7 separate regions of the Mus musculus genome follow, and all the other regions are linked to region 6. A link is a contact called in public promoter capture Hi-C data. All regions are on one chromosome and are shown on one strand. Each heading gives the region's core, a stretch centred on a gene start, on an enhancer-like site or on the middle of the called end of the contact. The rest is flanking DNA. Distances are from core to core; before and after follow the strand shown. Region 1 holds the start of Rpsa (ribosomal protein SA). Region 2 holds the start of Lztfl1 (leucine zipper transcription factor-like 1). Region 3 holds the start of Csrnp1 (cysteine-serine-rich nuclear protein 1). Region 4 holds the start of Fyco1 (FYVE and coiled-coil domain containing 1). Region 5 holds the start of Sacm1l (SAC1 suppressor of actin mutations 1-like (yeast)). Region 6 holds the start of Higd1a (HIG1 domain family, member 1A). Region 7 holds the start of D830035M03Rik (RIKEN cDNA D830035M03 gene).

Evidence for each region. Promoter capture Hi-C pulls out the DNA fragments that hold promoters and counts their contacts. Capture Hi-C pulls out chosen DNA fragments and counts their contacts.
Region 1: a contact with region 6 is called in a promoter capture Hi-C map of adipose tissue, with 2.5 times the contacts expected there. The contact joins the promoter of Rpsa here to the promoter of Higd1a in region 6. A contact is called at or near these places in 3 of 39 promoter capture datasets (liver, neutrophils and pre-B cells), 1 of 115 datasets of contacts at active chromatin or transcription factors (thymic regulatory T cells) and 1 of 9 other capture datasets (adipose tissue).
Region 2: a promoter capture Hi-C map of pre-B cells shows a contact between it and region 6, with 2.5 times the contacts expected there. The contact joins the promoter of Lztfl1 here to the promoter of Higd1a in region 6. A contact is called at or near these places in 2 of 39 promoter capture datasets (liver and pre-B cells).
Region 3: a contact with region 6 is called in a promoter capture Hi-C map of adipose tissue, with 2.3 times the contacts expected there. The contact joins the promoter of Csrnp1 here to the promoter of Higd1a in region 6. A contact is called at or near these places in 2 of 39 promoter capture datasets (liver and pre-B cells), 1 of 115 datasets of contacts at active chromatin or transcription factors (embryonic stem cells) and 2 of 9 other capture datasets (adipose tissue and liver).
Region 4: a promoter capture Hi-C map of pre-B cells shows a contact between it and region 6, with 4 times the contacts expected there. The contact joins the promoter of Fyco1 here to the promoter of Higd1a in region 6. A contact is called at or near these places in 2 of 39 promoter capture datasets (the C10 cell line and pre-B cells).
Region 5: a contact with region 6 is called in a promoter capture Hi-C map of erythroid cells, with 5 times the contacts expected there. The contact joins the promoter of Sacm1l here to the promoter of Higd1a in region 6. A contact is called at or near these places in 2 of 39 promoter capture datasets (erythroid cells and pre-B cells) and 2 of 484 Hi-C or Micro-C datasets (B cells and CD4 T cells).
Region 7: a contact with region 6 is called in a promoter capture Hi-C map of pre-B cells, with 6 times the contacts expected there. The contact joins the promoter of D830035M03Rik here to the promoter of Higd1a in region 6. A contact is called at or near these places in 2 of 39 promoter capture datasets (liver and pre-B cells), 1 of 115 datasets of contacts at active chromatin or transcription factors (extraembryonic endoderm stem cells) and 1 of 9 other capture datasets (adipose tissue).

Annotation. Positions count from the first base shown.
Region 1 is chr9:120,126,400-120,129,099 of GRCm38.p6, forward strand. It overlaps Rpsa (ribosomal protein SA), which reads left to right and starts at 1,367. Exons shown (of 7, transcript NM_011029.4): 1 at 1,367-1,431; 2 at 2,058-2,223. The coding sequence starts at 2,091. It overlaps LOC115485682 (a small nucleolar RNA gene), which reads left to right and starts at 2,381; the gene lies at 2,381-2,536.
Region 2 is chr9:123,716,303-123,719,064 of GRCm38.p6, forward strand. It overlaps Lztfl1 (leucine zipper transcription factor-like 1), which reads right to left and starts at 1,323. Exons shown (of 10, transcript NM_033322.3): 1 at 1,224-1,323. The coding sequence starts at 1,226.
Region 3 is chr9:119,982,381-119,985,158 of GRCm38.p6, forward strand. It overlaps Csrnp1 (cysteine-serine-rich nuclear protein 1), which reads right to left and starts at 1,399. Exons shown (of 5, transcript NM_001357562.1): 1 at 1,239-1,399. Gm33800 (a long non-coding RNA gene) reads left to right here and starts at 1,465. Exons shown (of 4, transcript XR_871355.3): 1 at 1,465-2,778.
Region 4 is chr9:123,850,583-123,853,282 of GRCm38.p6, forward strand. Fyco1 (FYVE and coiled-coil domain containing 1) reads right to left here and starts at 1,317. Exons shown (of 18, transcript NM_001110253.2): 1 at 1,199-1,317. Xcr1 (chemokine (C motif) receptor 1) reads right to left here. Exons shown (of 2, transcript NM_011798.4): 2 at 1,733-2,700. It overlaps Gm51700 (a long non-coding RNA gene), which reads left to right. Exons shown (of 2, transcript XR_003948283.1): 1 at 1-419; 2 at 649-1,381.
Region 5 is chr9:123,528,139-123,531,002 of GRCm38.p6, forward strand. Sacm1l (SAC1 suppressor of actin mutations 1-like (yeast)) reads left to right here and starts at 1,615. Exons shown (of 20, transcript NM_030692.5): 1 at 1,615-1,783. The coding sequence starts at 1,752. It overlaps n-TRacg2 (a tRNA gene), which reads right to left and starts at 1,359; the gene lies at 1,287-1,359.
Region 6 is chr9:121,856,299-121,859,175 of GRCm38.p6, forward strand. It overlaps Higd1a (HIG1 domain family, member 1A), which reads right to left and starts at 1,498. Exons shown (of 4, transcript NM_019814.5): 1 at 1,214-1,498. It overlaps Gm47112 (predicted gene, 47112), which reads left to right and starts at 1,449. Exons shown (of 1, transcript NR_168944.1): 1 at 1,449-2,877.
Region 7 is chr9:120,491,183-120,493,882 of GRCm38.p6, forward strand. It overlaps D830035M03Rik (RIKEN cDNA D830035M03 gene), which reads right to left and starts at 1,399. Exons shown (of 2, transcript NR_166642.1): 1 at 924-1,399. It overlaps Eif1b (eukaryotic translation initiation factor 1B), which reads left to right and starts at 1,424. Exons shown (of 4, transcript NM_026892.3): 1 at 1,424-1,659. The coding sequence starts at 1,629.

The DNA of each region.
Region 1 (2,700 bases), core at 117-2,616, 1.7 Mb before region 6:
AGATAATACCCAAAGACAAATCCTACAGGGACAAGTATATGAACCCAGTGCTCACTTCTAAGCTGAAATAAGGTCATCTTGACTGCTTCAGCCTGGTACCAAGCGTGACCAAGGACAGCCGCAGGGAGCTAGGCCACTCTATTTTTTCTTTTTTTTAAAGACAGGGTTTCTCTGTGTAGCTTTGGCTGTCCTGGAACTCATTTTTGTAGATTAGACTAGCTTTCAACTCGTAGAGATCTGCTTGCCTCTGTCTCCTGAGTGCTGGCTAGGATTACAGGCATAGGCCACCACTACCTGACCTGAACATACCACTTAATAGATTTTAGAATATTCTGTTTTACTTAACAAGATATCTTGATACACATTCACGATGTGGCAAGTTAAATGCTTTGTTCTTTTTAGTTTTACCGTTTTATATTTATTTTTGAGACAGAGTATGACTATAGCTTCAAATTCATGGTCCTCTTGCCCCAGCAAGAACTGAAGAAACCCAGAGCCTTTCGATGTTAGTACTCTACCACGGAGCTGCACCCACACTCCTCTGGGTTTTTGATCTATTATTTTTGTTGTATGCATATATGGTTATCCTTCAGTATCTGTGGGATTTGTTCCAGAACCACCTATGGATGCCAAACCCATAGATGCTCAAGTCCCTAATATAAAATGGTCTGAGCTGGGCGTGGTGGCACACGCCTTTATTTAGCCCCGGCACTCCGGAGGCAGAGGCGGGCGGATTTCTGAGTTCGAGGCCAGCCTGGTCAATAAAGTGAGTTCCGGGACAGCCAGGGCTGTACAGAGAAACCCTGTCTCGAAAAACAAAACAAAACAAAAATAGTCTGGTATTTTCTAATAACCACAACCCTCCCACAGACTCCAAGTCATCTCTAGATTACTTGAGACATGGAATACAGTAATAAACGCTTTGTAAATAGATGACGCATCCAAATTTCTCCCTGCTCCCTTCAACACTTTTGTAATATCTTACTGGGTAACTACTATTTTGTAGTTCTCAAATGTAGGAAGGAGCCAGTACCAGAGGGGCAGGCGGGTGTGTGCTCCTGGAGTTAATCCTGACATAGGTGGCCCAGCTTGAAGCCTATTCGTCACTCAGCGGACCAAAAGCTACGGACTTTCCACGCTCGCTCCCCCCCCCCCACTCCCCCCCCTCGCCCCAGCTACTTCCGGCCTGGGGTCTGTGCAGCGACTGCAGCCGCGCAGGCGCGGGCCACTTTAACTTCCGCTCCGCGCGCGCTACAGCGGGCCCACTCACTGAATCTGCGCGTGCGCCAGAGGCTTTTTCCGGAGCGGAAGTTCTCCCTTTTTGCTTAGCCTGCTTTGCCATTGGCTGGCTGTGGGTTATTTAAGGACGTCATTTCCGGCCGCCCGTCCTTTCGCGCTACCCGGGGACGGGTCCATACGGCGTTGTTCTTGGTGAGTCTCACGTGGAGCCCTCGGCGTCTCCGGACGCCGCGGGACGCGCGCTTACTAGCTTCCCGCGCCATGGGTGGGCGCGGAGGGCGCCGAGGCTGCGTGTGCCGGGGCGGCTTGGCTCCTGGCGGCAGCGCCACGTGCTGGCCCGCAGTTAGGTGGGGCGGGCGCCACTGCGGGGCCCTTCTGCGGTTCGCGCCACGCTCGAGGGCCCTGTCGGCAAGATGCTGGGAAAAGTGCTTGTGAGGCGCATGGAGATGGGACGGGAACTGCCGGCCAGTCTCGAAATACAACTCCCGAAGCACCCCGATCATGGCCGCCTTTGCGCAACTCTCGGTGCAAAGAAGCAGCTATACTTAAGTAGCTATCCTGTAGTCAGTGTGCCTGCGGAGGCGCTAACTTCAACTGTCCAGTTTTTCTATATGTGCTCTGCTGACAAAGTCACTTTCCTTAGTGACTAGGTGGCCAGAAAAATCGAAAGGCAAGGAGGAATAAGAACACAACCCATTTCAGCTCAGATGATGTGCTGCGCCTAGTGGCATACGCCTTTAGTCCCCCTCTCAGGAGGCAGGGCAATCTTGTGAGTTCTAGTGTCAGAAGAAAAAAGATGAATTTTATTCCTTTTTTAGATTCCCATCGTAACTTAAAGGGAAACTTACACAATGTCCGGAGCCCTTGACGTCCTGCAGATGAAGGAGGAGGATGTCCTCAAATTCCTTGCTGCGGGAACCCACTTAGGTGGCACCAACCTTGACTTTCAGATGGAGCAGTACATCTACAAAAGGAAAAGTGACGGTCAGTTGCCACCTGTGATAGTCAGTTCCTGACTATGGTGCTCTAATGGGTATAGTGCCTGGTAACTGAATGGTTGGTGTTGGAGTGCTACTCTGGCTTGTGATGTAACTAAGAGGATGTGTGGGAAGGGGCCAGAGGTCATGGAGGACTGACTGACCCTGCACACTATTAAAGCTCAGAGTGGAGGCCAGTCTTGGCCAGTGAACTTCTGAGTGTCGGAAGTGTGCTACATTGAATTTATGGCAGGATTTTCGCTAACACCAGTAGAGCTTGCCTCTATGACTGGAGTTTGGTAGTGGTCACTGCCACATGCGTATGCCTTACCTTCCCACAGTGTCCATTCACAAGGCTATGAGGCTAGCAAGCCTGTCTGGGACACCCACTTTAAACTACTTGTTGCTGGGTGTGGTGGTTTCACACCCTTTAATCCTAGTGTTTAGGAGGCAGTCAGGAGTCTGATCAGCCAGGTCTGCAGAG
Region 2 (2,762 bases), core at 73-2,572, 1.9 Mb after region 6:
GCATAGATAGGCAAAGGCAAGTGAATCTGAGTTCAAGGTCAGGCTGGACTACAGAGAGGATTCCAATATAGACAGGACTAAACAGAGAAACCCTGTCTTGAAACAGCAACAACAAAAACTGTCTTCTAGACATGACAGAACTGCTGGCCTAGAAACTCACAACTGTGGTCACCTGCACAAAGGTGCCAATCAACAATCCAGCACAGAGACGGGGAGGGGTTTATGAGATCGCACTTCTAGCTGAGCAGTTACTGACGGCTGAAGATTTATGAAGGGCAGAGAGACAGTTTCTTTTAAGAGTGTGGCCCAAGGAAGGTGATGGTCCCACACACATGAGTATATGTGCAGCATAAATTGGACTAGGTAGGCTTAAAAAAAACAGGACAGGAAGTAAACAATAATTCTGGAAGATGCTAGGGGATTTAAAATACATTGTATGAATGTATAAAATCTTTAAAGGATAATTTTTTTTAAAAAAGAGTGAGCTTATTGCTTAAAGTGTTTATTTTATGTGCATTGTTTGACAAATCATCTACACCCGGTTTCCAAGTGTTATCACAATGACATAAAAGAGTAAGAACACAAACAAGTACTAACTTTTTTGTGAAGCCACTAGCGTAATTTTTTTTTTTTTTTCGTTTTTGACATCAGAAGCAGGACCAGTTCCTAGCTCAGGATGGTTTAAGAAATGGTCTGTTTTGTTTAGATGTATACAAAGTGACACTTACTAGGAATTGATTGCTGGGATATGTCAGCAACCCACTTGAGCTTCACTTTCAATAACTTCTCTATGCCCAGCTATTTAAATTAATTGTACGATGAAAGGTTGGATGGACTGGCGTTTTCGCTTCAGTTTTATCTGTCTCAAAGTAAGCCCGAACTCTAATACCCAAATGGTCGTCAGACGTCCAAACAAAGAAAACAGCACCGATAATTAGTCAGTTGTAAAATCAGGTGCTTCAGAAAATTAGATTCAACCAAGTTCACACAGAAAGTTGGAACCAGCCCGTCATTCTTCACCCTGGCAAATGTGTGCGGCTGTGTCGGCCAGGGCTTCCCAGACCACAGCCAAGGACGAGGCGACAAGGCCGGAGGAAGGCTTCAGCAAGAAGCTGTCCCCGCGGCTCGGCCGACGTGACTCCCTCCCCGGCGAGGCCCCGCTCGCTCGCTCGCTCGCTCGCCCTCCGCACCCCGGCTGGGCCTCTCCCGACCAGGACACTCACCATGGTGGCGGCGGATCCGACAGGAAACAGGGAGGCCGGCACCGGGGCCTGAGGAACGGAGGTTGTTTAGAAGCCGCGCGTTGCCAATGGGAACGGAGACACGTGGGCCCTCGCTTGCACGCTATCATTGGCTCTCAGTGTCACGTGACGGATGATGTTGCGTAACTGGCTAATTTCCGCGGGTACATTGGCTTTGAGATCCGGAAGTCCCACCTTTTCTTGCCACGCTAACCTGGGGCGGTGCCTGCCGTTGCCAATGGCAACAGAGAAATTTCCGGTCGGGGGTGGGGGGGGGGAGCTGAGCAGCGCCTTAGGTGCCAGCGTGTTTGCCTACAATCAGGACAGAAGTTGGGCTTTGGCACCGGGATCCAGAGCTGGTGGTTCCAGACCTCTGAGAAGAACAGGCTGAGTGAACAGGGCTTCAGCGTGACTGCATCCGGCTATCAAGCTCATGCTGGCCCTGGTGCACGCCCTTCCTCCATCTGCATTGTTTTATAACGCTGGCAGAAGAGAATAACTTTACCTTTTTGGAAAAAAAATGTGCAAAAACATAGGTTTATATAGAGTAGTGAATTAGAGAGACAAACACTAGATTCGCCAGGAGAAGGTTGTGGAATAACGTCCTGATCTCCCTGGCGGAAGTTTTCACTTATGAAGTCTAACTTGAGTCATTAGAATCTTCAAGTTTTGGGATAGGTAAAGATCCTTTCCAAATCTGTTGGTGATCTTTTTGTCTTATTGACGGTGTCTTTTGCCTTGCAGAAGCTTTGCAATTTTATGAGGTCCTATTTATTGATTCTCGATCTTACAGCGCAAGCCACTGCTGTTCTATTCAGGAATTTTTCCCCTGTACCCATATCTTCGAGGCTTTTCCCTACTTTCTCCTCTATAAGTTTCACTGTCTCTGGTTTTATGTGAAGTTCCTTGATCCACTTAGATTTGACCTTAGTACAAGGAGATAGGAATGGATCAATTCGCAATCTTCTACATGATAACAGCCAGTTGTGCCAGCACCATTTGTTGAAAAATGCTGTCTTTTTTCCACTGGATGGTTTTAGCTCCCTTGTCAAAGATCAAGTGACCATAGGTGTGTGGGTTCATCTCTGGGTCTTCAATTCTGTTCCATTGGTCTACTTGTCTGTCGCTATACCAGTACCATGCAGTTTTTATCACAATTGCTCTGTAGTACAGCTTTAGGTCGGGCATAGCAAACACAGAAGTGGATGCTCACAGTCAGCTATTGAATGGACCACAGGGCCCCCAATGGAGGAACTAGAGAAAGCACCCAAGGAACTAAAGGGAACTGCAACCCTATAGGTGGAACAACAATATGAACTAACCAGTACCCCGGAGCTCTTGTCTCTAGCTGCATATGTAGCAGAAGATGGCCTAGTCGGCCATCACTGCAAAGAGAGGCCCATTGGACTTGCAAACTTTATATGCCCCAGTACAGGGGAACGCCAGGGCCAAAAAGGGGGAGTGGGTGGGTAGGGGTGGGGGTGGGTGGGTATGGGAGACTTTTGGTATAGCATTGGAAAT
Region 3 (2,778 bases), core at 149-2,648, 1.9 Mb before region 6:
GGATGTTGGCAGAGTTCCAGATTGGGGGGGGGGGGTCACACTGCATGGTACAGGGACTGGAGCAAGGACAGCCAGTGCGCCTTCTGGTGGCGATGCAACTAAGAGGGCCTGTGTTAGCCCGAGGGCACAGGAAGCCACCCAAGTGCGTAAGTAAGGACTGACAATTCTAGATTTGCATGGTTGAAAGATGGCTCAGCGCCTGAGCCAGAGAGGGTGTGACCCGTAGGACACAGGGTAGGGCCAGGTGAACTGACAGGACAAGCGCAAAGGAGAAAAGGGGGTGGATTTGGTGACAGCTCGGGAGATGTGGGCGGGGCTGTCAAAGATTTGGGGGCAGAGAGTATTGACTTACTCTCTGCAGAAGGCTGAGACTTCGGTCCAGAGATGTTGGGTGGGTAGCTAGAGAGGAGGGAGGAATTCTCTGTTGTCAGGAAGGTGGGCTACATCTGGGAGTGACTGTATCGGCAACCCGAGTGACTAAGTGTGTGGCCGTTGCTGTGGTGTAGGCTTTTCTACAGTACATGAAGGCGAAAGGACCTCCGGGAAGGGGAAACTGAGGAAGGAGAGGAAATGCATGCAGAAGAGGGAGTAGAGGTGCGTGGGAGAGAGCCTACGTGTGCCCGCGGGTGGTCGGTGTAGCTGCGCCCCGGTGACTCACGGCAGTGGCCTCTGAGTGTGACGGTGACAGGTGAACATACGACACAATCCTTCTCCCCCCCGCCTCCCTCCCGGGGTCCGTGACTCACCAAGCCTCGCTCATTCCTCACTCATCCCTCCAAACCCTCCCTGACCCCCGCCTGCCGAGGGCGCCCGGCACACGCCGCAGCTCGGGCACCCTCCCCCTAGGGAGCCCGAGGAGGAAGACGACCAATGTCACCTGCCCCGGCCACGCGAGTAACTTCTGAAAAGTTCTCAGGCAACTAGGTCAAAAGGAAACTCACCCGCGGGCACGCGCGCCCCGTCCCACTGCCACCTGCGCCCGGCTTTGGGGCGCCTGGACATCTGGGGTAACCACAACGAGGCGGGGGAGGGGAAGCCTGCCCCCCCCCCGCCACCTCGCAGCCGTGGGCTCTCACTCCAGGCGCCAGATCTCCAGTCGGGCTCGGAGGCCGGATCCCGGCGTCCCCTCCGGAGGACCCAAGGGAGATCAGCGGGGAGCTGGAGTGACAGCGCCACTCACCCGAGACGCCCCCTGCCCCATTTCCCATCCCGCCGCGTTCAGGAACCGTGGCACTCACCTAAGCTAGCAGGGCTCGCCCAGTTCACCGAAGCCACTCGTGTGCCGGCCCCAGGGTCGCAGCGCACACAGCGACCCGCAGTGCGCTCGGCCGGGCGGCCGTCGGTGCAGCCGGCCCAGGTCTGCGCGTCCGGCGGCGGCGGGAGAGACTGGCTCAGCCCCGGCCCCGCCCGCGGCTCCGCCCTCCTCGTCAGTGGAAAACTCCGGGGCTCACGGCGCTGACGCACGCCGGGCCTCCCGCCAGGCCGCCCCGCAGCCCGCAGCCTTCGGCCCCGCCCCGGAGGCACCGCCCCCTCCCCCGCCTCGAGCCTCCCCGCGGACTGTGACCGGGCCGCGACGCCGCTGCTCCGCGCTCGGCTCCTAAGATCGCGGAGCCGAGCTTCGTGCAGAGCCGGGTCCTAGAGATGCCCGCTTCTCCACGCCGAGCAGTCCCGAGCTGCAGACTGGGTAGACTGAGGCTGCGAGCGATGGAAGCTCCTCCCCTGCCTCCACCCGCCCAGGGCAGATTATTATCAATTCAATCTGAGGACCCTTCCCCGGCCCTCACCCCACCTCTTTTTCCCAGATCCCGCAGAAAGTTAGCTCAGACTGGAGACCAGCCAGGGATGAGGAGAGAAGAAAAGGTCATCCTAGGGCCTGGCCTTCACCTCTGCCCTCGGGCCAGAGCCCTTACTCCGAACAATACCTAAAGTAGAGATTGCTGGAACCAGCTTCCCCACCCCCATCCCTCCTTAAAAAAAAAAAAAAAAAGAATCTGGTTTCTCCTAGGCCGGACCCTGGCTACTTACAGCGGATTGCTGCCTCCTCTGCTCCCGCCAAGACCTTCCTTAGGCTCGCAGCCAACTCCCTGTACTACTAGGCAGAAGAAAGTGTGTTCTAGCAGTCAACTTCTCTCTCAGGAGCCCACCCGAGTCCTCGTCAGCCCACGGCAGGGCCAGTTCGACCCAGTACCTAGAGCGCTTTTCTCTCCCGTTCTGACTGCACCGCCTGGAACGTTTCACCCTCACTCTGCTCACCTGAGGGAATCCCAACAACGTCTAGGATGGCTCAGCAAGGACTGCCTCCTCCTCCTGGAAGCCTTCGTGGAAGCTCGACCCTCCCCCTCCCAGCCCCGCTCCCGCTGCATTCTGGGTTCTTCTGACTGTCCTAGATGAATGCTGTCAGTGGCTAGTCCAACCCTCAGGATTCCATTCTCCCCTCCCCCGGGTGTAGTAGGGAGGTGACCTTCTGTCCTGCCTAAATGGCACCGAGGGTGGGGAGGATGACGGGCCCTTTCTTCAGTCTTCAGTCCTGGATGTACATGTGTACAGAGGACAAGCAGAGTGGGGGTGGGGGAGTCAGCCTGCCCTTTATCTGTGGTAATCTGGGGTCTGAGATCCTCAACACACAGCTTTGGTACACAGAAGCTGCCGGGTGGCTGAGTCTGCTCAGGAAATAGTCTACAGGGCTAGCTGAAGAAGCATGTAGCTCAATGGTAGGGCACTTTCTCAGCATGTGAAAAGCTCTAAGTTTAAACCCCATTTTGAGAACAAAACATGGCA
Region 4 (2,700 bases), core at 67-2,566, 2.0 Mb after region 6:
CACACACACACACACACACGGTACTGCAGGACTCTGTATACGTTATCTATTTTCTTAATAAAATAAACAATTTTCAAGAAGTGATACACAAATATGAACATTAAACAAACAGATAAATTCTGTCTCCTAAAGCTATAGTTTTTTTTGTTTTTGTTTTTGTTTTTTTCAGATCCTTTTAGGTAAAGGAGGCTGACAGTCAGCCCTGGGCTGATTTCCAGGATAACAATCCTGGCCCATAATCAGTATTCTGCATTTCAACACAGCAGAACTGGTTGTCATAGACCGAGAGTGTCGGGGCAGCCAGGAGGTTGCAAAACTAAAAGTAGAAACCCACAGCTCCCTTCCCCCAACCCAGCAACAGCAGCAAGCAGATGGCAGAGGAATTAACCTGCTTCAGACCACCATTGCTGAGAGAGGCTGTAAGTAGATTAAGTCCTGAGCCTCTGCCCCATTTCTGTCTGGAAAGGAAACCACCTGTGTTAAGTCAAACAATCATAGGGACAGAAAGAAACAAGTGCTGTTTTTTCTGCAGGAGACAGCCCAGCCGTGGGAACTTTGCAGAGTGACACAGAGAATCATAGCATTAATAGGAAGCTACTTGACTTGGCTTAAGTGTCAACTACATGTTCTCTTCTTTTATGCAAATAGGATGTCGCTCCGCCCTGCCCCCCATCCGCAGCCCAAGCCTGGGTGCCAACAGGACAAGCTACCACACCAGATACATTCAGTCGTCCTACAGGTGTTTCCAGAAACTTGACCGCAGAGCCCCCTTGAACTATCTGAGCATAAGGGCAGCGGGTCAGGTCAGCGAAGATACAAAAGGAACAAACTGTGTCTCCTGGACCGAAGGGGCGTCAGGAGTCCTGCAGAGAGGAGGGTTTGGCTTTCTGGGGATCAAGTCCCAGTGCCCGCGAGAACTTCGGGGTTTGGCTGCTGTGCCAGGGGTTCGGGGAGAGCTGCCGAAGCTCCGCCTCACAGGGCGGCCCCCTTCTGCCGGCTCCGATCTTGGAACAGTGTTGAGGGTCTTTCTACGACCCCGCAGACAGCCTGCGTATTGGAGCTAACCTCTCTGGAGAGAGGGTTCTCCCGAGGCGCCCTGTGTGGGAGGGGACGACCCACGCCCCCACGAAGCTTCCGCGCCGACGTCCAGAAAGGCCCCAGTGTCCCCGATGCCTGTCCGGGCGCCTGCGGCACTTACACGCTCGTGGGTCCTCCGCTGGGCAGAAACGAAACTTTCTAGGGCCGAGCGGAAGAGTAGGCGAGCACAGAGCCGACTGCCATGAAGCGCCCAGTAGCCCCAGAGCGCGCGCGGACTACAACTCCCGGCATGCCTCACGGATGGCCTACAACTCCCGGCATGCTTCACGGATGGCCTACAACTCCCGGCATGCTTCACGGATGGCCTACAACTCCCGGCATGCTTCACGGATGGCCTACAACTCCCGGCATGCTTCACGGATGGCCTACAACTCCCATCGGGTGCAACTGGACGGTGGACGCTAACTACGACTCCCGGCATGTCTCACGGCAGACGTCACTTCCTGAAACTCGAACAAGCTTCGGATACCCGGAAGTCGTGTGTAGAATCCTGAACGAGTGCTGTTTACTGTTGTTAAGCTCATGCATTGTGACCGATTGGCTTTGAACTGTGCATGAGCTGTAAATATAAAATAATGTGCCCGATTCCGAAACCCCCCAAACAATCTGAGAATAATCTCATTAGTATTTTTGTACTATTACGTTTTATTTATGAAGCTAAAAAAAAATGAACTTAGTATGTACTGCTGGACCTAAGTTCTCAGTTTTTGTTTCCCCCTCATTAACAGACACTTAAAAAACAGTGTTTGAAAATATGTGCTAAAGAACTACCATGCTTAGCTTCCTCAGTCCCGTGTTTGCTTGTTGCTGAGTTGCAAAGCACCCTGAAGCCTGGTGCAATAGAACACTGCATTCCAAGTCCAGTATGGATGAACATGCTAAAGACAGGGGACAGTACATAGGAATGTCAGCCCATGATTAGGTTCGCTTCTTAGCTCTGGCTGGCTCCTCACACTGCCTTATTTTCATCATGTTAGCTAGAAATGCTTGTGTACCTTACAGGACTTAGCTAATAGTGGCATCTGCCAGACTTCAGCATTCCAGGTTCTCAGGATAAATTCATACAGGAAGGAAAAGAAATCTTTTAAGTTAATTTCATATTTTATACTGGAGGTATATGAGACAACATATTAACTTGATGGAGTTGTCAGTTTGTGGATGAGGATAAAAAAAACCTCACGAAGAGAAATGATTCCCCTTTCTGTTAACAAAGGAAAACAAAAAAAAGGGAAGAAGTGGGAGGAAATGACATCAGAAATAAAGATTTATCAATAGAGTGAACTAAGAAAAACTTGCTCTGACTACAGCCTGAACAGCTTTGGGATGTTAAGATTGAGAGTGTGAGGCATGTGGAAGACAACCTTGTGAAGGAATATGTGGGGTGGAGAGCACTGTGCCACAGAGTCCTGATCTGCTGTACATGGTGTCAGATCTAAGATGGCTCCCGGGACACCAGTGAGACAGCAAAAAGGAACTAAGGTCAAGACAGTGGCTGCTTCTGAGTCTTCACAAAAGTCCCTACAGGTGACAATGCTCGCCACACCCCTTCTCTCTGAGTTACCTCATCAGTCACAGCTTTTATTGGGATATGGTGAGATGTAG
Region 5 (2,864 bases), core at 365-2,864, 1.7 Mb after region 6:
CCAGGTGTGGTTGGTGGTGCTTGCTTATAACCTCAGCACCTTGGGAGCTTGAATCAGAGTTCCAAGTCCATTTCCATAGCCAAGTAAAGGCCCACTGTCTTATATAAGACAGCCTCAGTCAGTCTCTCTTTCTCTTCCCCTCCCCCCTCTGCACGTACACACATCACACACACCCTTCAAAACAAAACACACAACAAAACAAAAAAAAAAAACCCTCATTTTTTTTAAGTGCTAAAACTGACAACAATGCATATTAATGATCTCAAATCTCAGACAAAAAATTAAAGAGCAAACAAAAAATACTGTTAGCTGGGCAGTAGTGGTGCGTGCTTTTACACCAGTATTCAGGAGGCAGAGGCAGGGATCTCTGAGTTGGAGGCCAGCCTGGTTACAGAGCAAGTTCCAGGACAGTCAAAACTACACAGGGAAACCCGGTCTCGAGAAACAACCCACTATAACTTCATTAAAAGCAAACTAAATCCTCAGAAGTGTAGAAGCCTGGTATGGTATCTTGTACCTTAAATTCCAGTACTCTGGAAAGCAAAGGCAGCCATTTGGCCTGGTCTATATCCAGCAGTATGGACTGCAGGAGTGAGCCACACCCCTTGGTCCTTGGTCTAATTCTGCCCCAATAATTTCCTTTATCTGATACAGTTTTAATAAACTCCTGGGGAGTGGGGTATGTTTTCTAGGACAACTTAATCATGGAGTGACTGGTTAATGAATAGGCTGAGCCCTGCTCCCGATCCACCTTCGTCACATCTGTTTCTGGCTATCTCAGGTCTTACGTAAAATGTTCATGTACTCGTTTTTCTGGGCCTCTTACTGCGAAATCCCCGAATTTTTAAGGTTTCCTTGTGCAGTGGAGGCTAGGTCGGCTTTGCAAGCGGAGCTAGCCAAGGCCGCTGTACCAATCATGAAGAGCAGAAGCTACGCCCTTCTCATGTCAGTGCCGTCTGTGTTCTACCAGCTAGGAGCTTTCGGTGAGATTTTTCCGTCATCGGGTGGGAAGACATTGGCCACGCATGTCCCTGTCCCTGATTGCAAACCTCCACTCTCAAGAGTGTTTTCGTAAGAGTACATTTCCAGACTCCTGCGCAATTTTAAGAACAGGGGAGCTAGGAAACTTGCAAACCGTTTTAGGTAACTCCGGGTTTCAAATACAGCCAAGAAGGTATTATTTTTTCGCAAAGCAACATTAAAACGTAAGACATTTGACCTTGACAATCTAGCTATGATCCTTTTCAAGCAGGCCTTCCAAGGTTCAGGAAAAAGATCGCACACGTCGAGCCAGCCAGGAGTCGAACCTAGAATCTTCTGATCCGTAGTCAGACGCGTTATCCATTGCGCCACTGGCCCGGTGCTGAGGAGGCCTCCTCCACGATAAGTGATCTCCAATTACACAGCTTCACTATGCTTCCTGCTTCTAACCTCAGTCTGGTCGGTTTGTTGAATGTCGCGACTCAGTGCAAAGCTACCGGGACTCCGCCTTTCTCTGCAACGCGTTACACCAATCCCCAGAGGCGACGTCACGGCGTTCTTTGGTCCGCTCCAATCCGCGCATCGGAGGCGTGCCTCGCAGCTCACTGGTTTGTCCGCCGCCGGCTCCCGTGCTCGCCCGAGAGGCGGACCCGGGAGGGGGTGGGGCCAGGCCGAGGCTCCTTGACCACCGCGCCTGGGGAGCGGTCGCCGCGGAGCCGGGGTGGCAGCGGGCTACACTGCGGGTGGAGCGAAGAGGAGGAAGCTGCACGATGGCGGCCGCAGCCTACGAGCATCTGAAGCTGTGAGTCCCGCGGGCTGCGGCCGCTGACAGGAAGGGCGGAGGGGCGAGCGGGCGCCGAGGCCCGGGAGTGTGCGGCCCGCACCGGCCGAGCTCGCGGGCTGGGCTTTCCCCGTCCAGCCTGGCTGCAGCGTAGGCCAGTGTCCCGCAGCCTCGCCCGCCGCTGGACCTGGCGCGGTGAGCCGAGCCGCAGCCCGCAGCACCGGAGGCTGCAGCCAGCTTTCCCTGGGTGGCCTCCGGGAGAGGCCTTTTTCACCGGGCGTGCTCTGACGTCCGCCGGCAGAGCTAACCTTTCTCTTGGTTTCAGGCTTTCTGGGCCTGGGAGTCTCAATGACGGGTCCTTCTTAGGGCGCAGCAATAATTTAGTCAGATGTCCTAAGGGCCGGTCGAATTTACTGTGCTTATTCCAACAGACTGCGTCGACAGCTACAGTAGGCTCGCCTCTATTTTGGCGTAGCAATGTTGAGTTTTGGCAAAGCCAGGACTTGAGGTTTTGAGGCCCAGCCACTGGATGTTTAGAGGTGCAAAAAAAAAAAAAAATAGACATTTATAAGCTCTTTGGCTCGTCCTGGGTTAGAGGAGATGGGGGATAATTTCTCTTGTGTTACCCTCAGCACCTACACTCCTTGTTTGTGAATAACTTCGCCCTAACCGCTTTAATAATTTACCACGGTCTGGGAATGCCTTTAGTAGCAGAAGCAAATATAACTTTCGAAAAGCCAAGTTAAATTATCCTGTTAATTAGACATAGACATCCCAGTTCGTTTGCAGGAAACAAATGTAGTTTGGGTACGCCCAATGAATAACTGAAGGTGTAAAGTTATGAGTCCAGAATTTGGAGGGAGGCCATCTGCCCAACACTTTTCATGTTTTGCTGTGTTCACCCTTTATGCCTCTTCTGCTTGCTACATACAGTTCTCTTTGAAAAGCCCAGCGCCACCCTTCCTTCCACATTTCTTTTAATTAGTTTTCCTTTGTAAAGTGAATAATCACCTTATTGGTGACAGTTGAAGCAAAGTGTACTTACTGGTCTATGTCCGGCCCGAGTCACATGTCCTTTACTGGCAAATTAGGTTATTGTCCA
Region 6 (2,877 bases), core at 248-2,747:
GTCTTTGAACTGTAAAAACTGTGTACATTACACCTATAGTTAAATGGGCTATTCTCTCTTCAGTTAAATTATCTAACAATTTCAATTCCAAGTTAAAAAGATTTTTTCCCACTAGATTTTTTTTTATTATCTCACTCACCCAATGACTGACCTATATCTGTCAGAAAGTAGAACATATTTTTATTTTTAAGTCAGCAATAACCAGATATTCAAACTTAGTTTGCTGAGCACATTATTCTGTAAGGCCAGGCATAACTACTGACACACTTTTCCAAAGGCATGGCAACCTAGAAGAGGTAAATAAGAAAATGGTTGGGCATCAGGTGATATAACAGCTGAAGACTCTTCCCAGCATGTCCCTTTGGTCCTAAGAACTATTACCTAAAATAGTAAATTTTAAATTCTGATTTTGCCTAAGTTACCTGTCAGCTTGTGCAAAATGGCTTCTCTGAGATTGTGATTCAAACGGCCAGGGGCACAACACTAGGATTTGTATCTTAAGAAGCCCTTTCAAGTTATACTGTGCAGAGAAGACCTTCTAGCACATTCCAGGAGCACCGAGAACCTTTTGAACCTGTCAAGAATTTGCATCCAAACTGTCAATTTGCAGGGGGCCTCAGTAGTCCGGGAAGCAGATTCCCGGGTAGGGATCACCCCCTCAAAGAGAGGACTGCTTTCCACCCCAGGAATAAACGAGGGAAGCAGAGAACAGAATCGAGTCACCCGGACGGCTGGCACACCTGAACCTTAGTCGTGCTTTTGTGATCTCTGCACCCCGTTCCCTTGTCAGGGGCATTCGCATTCCGCCACAGCCTTCCCTCCTCCATCCGGTGACACAGGGTCACGTAAGGTCTGCGCAAACCCCGGGTGGCGCCCGGGAAGGCCAGGCCGAGGTGCCCGAGCGCTGCGCCCTGCCTCACCTCCCACCTTCTTGTGACCTTGTCCAGACTCCTAGACCCGTGCGATCGCGCTCCCTCTCCCTCTCCTCCCACTGCTCCCGGGATCCCCGAAGCTGGCACCAGCCCGGTCCCCGTTTGCCATCGTTGCCTCCTCCGCGACTCTCGTTCCCTCGGCCACGATCCGCTCCAGAAGCTCCGGCCTCCTTCCTCCGGCTCCACATGCACTGGCCGACGGGGACCCCAAGTCCTCCGCCCACCCGAGGGACCCCCCGCCCCGCAGCCCTCGCCTCCCGCCCGGCTCCCGCTTCACTCACCGAGACGCGGGGTCCCTTCCAGTCCTGCCGGTTTCTGGCCGCCACCCGAGTGCGAGAACACCGGCTTCGCCTGCTGCGGCCACTGCTCGCCCCAGCCAATCAGAAGCCAGCAGCCGGCGAGGCCGGGCCAGAGACTCCCTTTACGTGCGAGGGGCGGTGGGCGTGGTCACTTGTAGCGCGGCGCCCATTGGCTGGGGGGCCGGCCCGGTTCGTGGCGGCGCGCGCTGTTCGTGTCAGACGTGAGGCCTGGGCGGCAGTGCTGGCGCGGTGCCGCCTGGCGGCCGCTGCCTCCCAACCCCAATTGCCTCGAGGTTCTCGCGACCGGTTCGCTGGGCTCCGCGAACGCCACGCACGCAGGCTAGACCGGCTTAGGTGAGCCGAGCGGCCCGCCCGAGCGGGAGCATGCGCCGTCGGGGCGCCTTTGGGTCCCTCCCCGGAGCTGGTGGTGGCCGGAGAGCAGTGACCTCACACATGCCTGGGGAGGAGTCTGATGGGGCAGGCAGCTTCCGGGGCGGGGCTTCGTGTGGGCTCCGGGGATGGCAGACACCGACAGCCCCACTATGGGACGTGTCTGTCCAAGACTCTCAGCGTAGCAGAACATGGCGGCCTCTGAGAGAGGTAGGCTACTGGTAGGTACTCAACTTTGAGTGACTTCAGGGAGAGGAACAATTGTCTCCTCACCCCGAATAGAGCACCAACCACGGACAAGAGAAAGGATTCCGTCTTGTCTACCCTGCCCACCCCTTGCCCCGCCAGAGGCAGCTCTGCAGAGGGCTTCTTCCCCCTTTGTGCACCGATTATATAAACTGGCAAGAGGAACCACAGTGAATCGGCTAACTTTCTAACTTCCCCATACCTCAATGTTTCTTTTCTTTGTAAACTAATTTTATTACATTTACTTGTGTGAACATTTGCTGAGGTCAGAGGACAACCTTCACCAGTCACCTCCTAATGTCTGGACCCTGGGGCTAGAACTCTGATTGTGGGATTTGGTGGCCTTTACCCAGTGAACCATCTTGTTGGGCCCTCAATACGTTTCTTGAATTTCCTGAAGGCTGGTGTAGTCTTATGAGCCACCTTCCAATAACTACATAACAGGTGTCATGACTGAATATTAAAATTTTGTATTACCATTTTATTTATTGTGGGGAGGGGCACATGTGCTATGGCAAATGTGTGGAGAGCAGAGGACAACATGAAGGGACCTGTTGTTTCCTTTGCCCACAGGTTCCAAGGATCAAACACAGGTTAAAAATTATTTGAGTTAAGTCATATGTAGGAAACATTCCATGTTATACATGATAAAACTCTATGCCTGTGGCTGGAGAGTTGTCCCAGTGATTTAAAGGCACTTGTTACTCTTCTTACAAGAGGATCCAGGTTCAGTTCCTGACACTCAACGTGAGGCTCCCAACCATCCCAACTCAGTGGAACTCAAACCCTCTTTTGACTGCTTCAGGCACCAGGCATGTATATATGATGCACATACATGTATACATGCAGGCAAGATACACATATTTTTAAAATAAAACTTTTATGGTGGTGCACACCTTTAATCCTAGTATTTAGGAGGGAGGCAGGTGGATCTCAGAGTTCAAGTCCTTCCTTGTCTACAGTACAAGTTCCAGGACAGCCAGGACTACACAGAGAAGCCCTGGTTCAAA
Region 7 (2,700 bases), core at 149-2,648, 1.4 Mb before region 6:
GTATGTTTTGTGTAGTCTGTGCTTCTTATACTACTTTGTAGACTTCTTTAAGTTACTTAGAAAATAGTGTTAATATTTCAGGCAGAAAATTTATATAATTTATTAAAAACTTCTCAAGGACTGGTGAGGTGGCTCAGGCTTGCTGATGGCCTGACAACCTGAGTTCCTGCTCCAGGACCTACATGAAGGTGGAAGATGCTCAAGACTATTAATTCAAATATTCGTAAGCTAGAGTTTTTCAAACCATGGTATAAGAATAAAACTGAGTAAGTAGTGTGCCTGAAACCTGACTGGTGGATGTAGGGGCATACAAGTGTATTCATTTTTACAACCCTAAAGCAACAGGCCATGCATAGAAACATTAGGAGCGGCCACTTTGTACAATAGAAGTCACTGAAACATGAGCACTACACTCCAGATATTCATTTCCTTTTTTAAACTACAGTAATGGACTTCGAGAGACTTCCCAGGAGTTGCTGCTCTTACACAAGACCTGGGTTCTGTTCCCATGGTCTCATAACCAGCTGTTATTCCAGTTCCAGGGGATATGACACCCTCTTCTGGCCTCTATGGTACATACACCCAACCACATAAAAATAAAATCTTTTTAAAAAGGAAATTGTAGTAGCGATTGGACCTACTGCTACATCTTGTTGAATGGATTGCTAGACAGAAACATAGTATGTATGCTATCTATGGCTTCTAATGTCTTGCATCAGGCCTCCAATACTATTTCAACACGAAGGCAACAGGTTTGACCTACAAAAAGGTTAAGAATTCCAAATTTTTAGTCTACTGCTTTGGTCTAGAAAGCCAACCACCTGCATAGGTGGTTTACATAGGTTAAGACGGTTCTCCACTGTCCACTGATGGTTGTGCACGGTTACTCTTTACAGTTACTTCATCTGCTCGCTCACACTCACCTAGCAACCACCAGACACCCATCCTGCACGGGACTTGCATCCGACCTTAGGAGGCTCCGCAGAGGAGAGCTCGGGCGGGATGGTAGCGCGTTCTCTCCACGCACACCTGACTCTGCTAGAGGCTAGGTCGTGACACCTGAGACAAACAGGTTAAGCTTAGTAGAGACTGCAGCATCGGAATCCCGGGGCTTGGAGGAAGGGAGAATTCCCAGGTGGCACCCACAAGGGTTCTGCAAGGAACTCAGGGGTCTCGGGAACCCTGGGGGCTGGGGAGGGCGGCGGAGGCGCAGAGCGCGGTCCCCGCTGGTTGCAAGTCCAGACCCCCGGGGGCACGTTTCTCGCCGTTGCACCCGGAAGCGCCTCCGCCCGGCGCCTCGGGCGGGACGGACCGCGGCTGCCCGCAGTGGGCTCCCGCCCGCTCCTCGCTGGCCCCCGGCTCGGCGCTCCGGGGCGGACGCGCGGTGCGTGCGGACGGTCACGTGGCGGCGGCGCGCGGGGCTAAATACGCGGCGCCGGCCATTTTGTGCGAGAAGCCGCAGCGCCGCCTCCCTGCTCGCGCCCCACCGCCGCCTCCGCGTCTTCCTGCGCCCCGGGCTTCCGCCGCTTCATTGATTTCCGTTTCTCGCCGCTGCAGCCTCCTGACACGGTGATCCGGGCGGGCCCCGCGGGAATTCTATCCTCTCACCGGCCTCACACTAGTGTCGCATGTCCACTATCCAGAACCTCCAATCTTTCGGTAAGGGCCAGTGGCCGGCCGCCGCCCGCGTCCCTCTGGGCTTTGTCTCGGCGCCCAGAAGATGGCGACGGGGGGCTCCCCGCGACCCTAGCCCGGGGGATGCCCCTCTCCGGGCCTCGGACACGGCCTTAAGTGGGCCTGCGACTCCGTAGAGGCGAGGGCCCGACCGGCAGGCGCTTGGGGAACTTGACACTGGCAGGAAGACAAGGGTCTCGGGGACTCACAGGACGGTCGGGGGACACGCCAGGGCTGCAGGGGGACCCGCCAGAGGCTGGGGGGACTGACAGAAAGGCCGGGGGCTTCAGAGACCCGTAAGGGAGCTACAGTACTTGCCAGGGCTGCAGAGACTAGGACTAGGGGCTTGCAGGGAACCTGACAGTGACAAGACGCTGGGAGTCTCTGGTGTTATCTCTCTTGTGGCCTCGGGGCTGGCCAGGGCTTTGCAAGGAGACTGGAGGGGTGGGGCCCAGAAGCTGGAGAACCTGACAGCTTTAGGGTGACTGCGAGACCTGTGACTCTCAGACGACTCACAAGTGTGTGTGTGTGTGTGTGTGTGTGTGTGTGTGTGTGTGTGTGTGTTGGGGCATGGGGGGCGGGGGGTGGCCTTGCTCAGTCCTTGCTGGGAGGGAAGGGAAGTTAAGGGCTTAGAGGATCTGCGACTCAGTCGGCCAGGACTGGAGGGGGGGGGGGTGCCAGAGAGACCTGTCACTGACCGGAGCTGGGGTGGGGCTGGACCCAGCTGGTTTTAAGCAGCCCCCAGAGGCGTCTGTTTGAAACACTTAGGAGAGAGGCCTCTGATTTGACTTGGAAGTGGCCCTGTTGTCTCTGCTTGCAATCATTTTGTAAATTACACCTCGTGAGGTTGCATGTATATGTTTATATGTGTTTTATAAGGCTCAGTTACTATGTTAACTAATTGGGGTGGGTGTTTTTGAATGTTGTAGTCGAAAAATAGTGGCGGTGACGCATGTTCTTGTGGCGGCTGTATGAAGGCTGTATGAAATTAGGGTTTCGTAAATGTTTTCTGTCTCATTTGCTGGT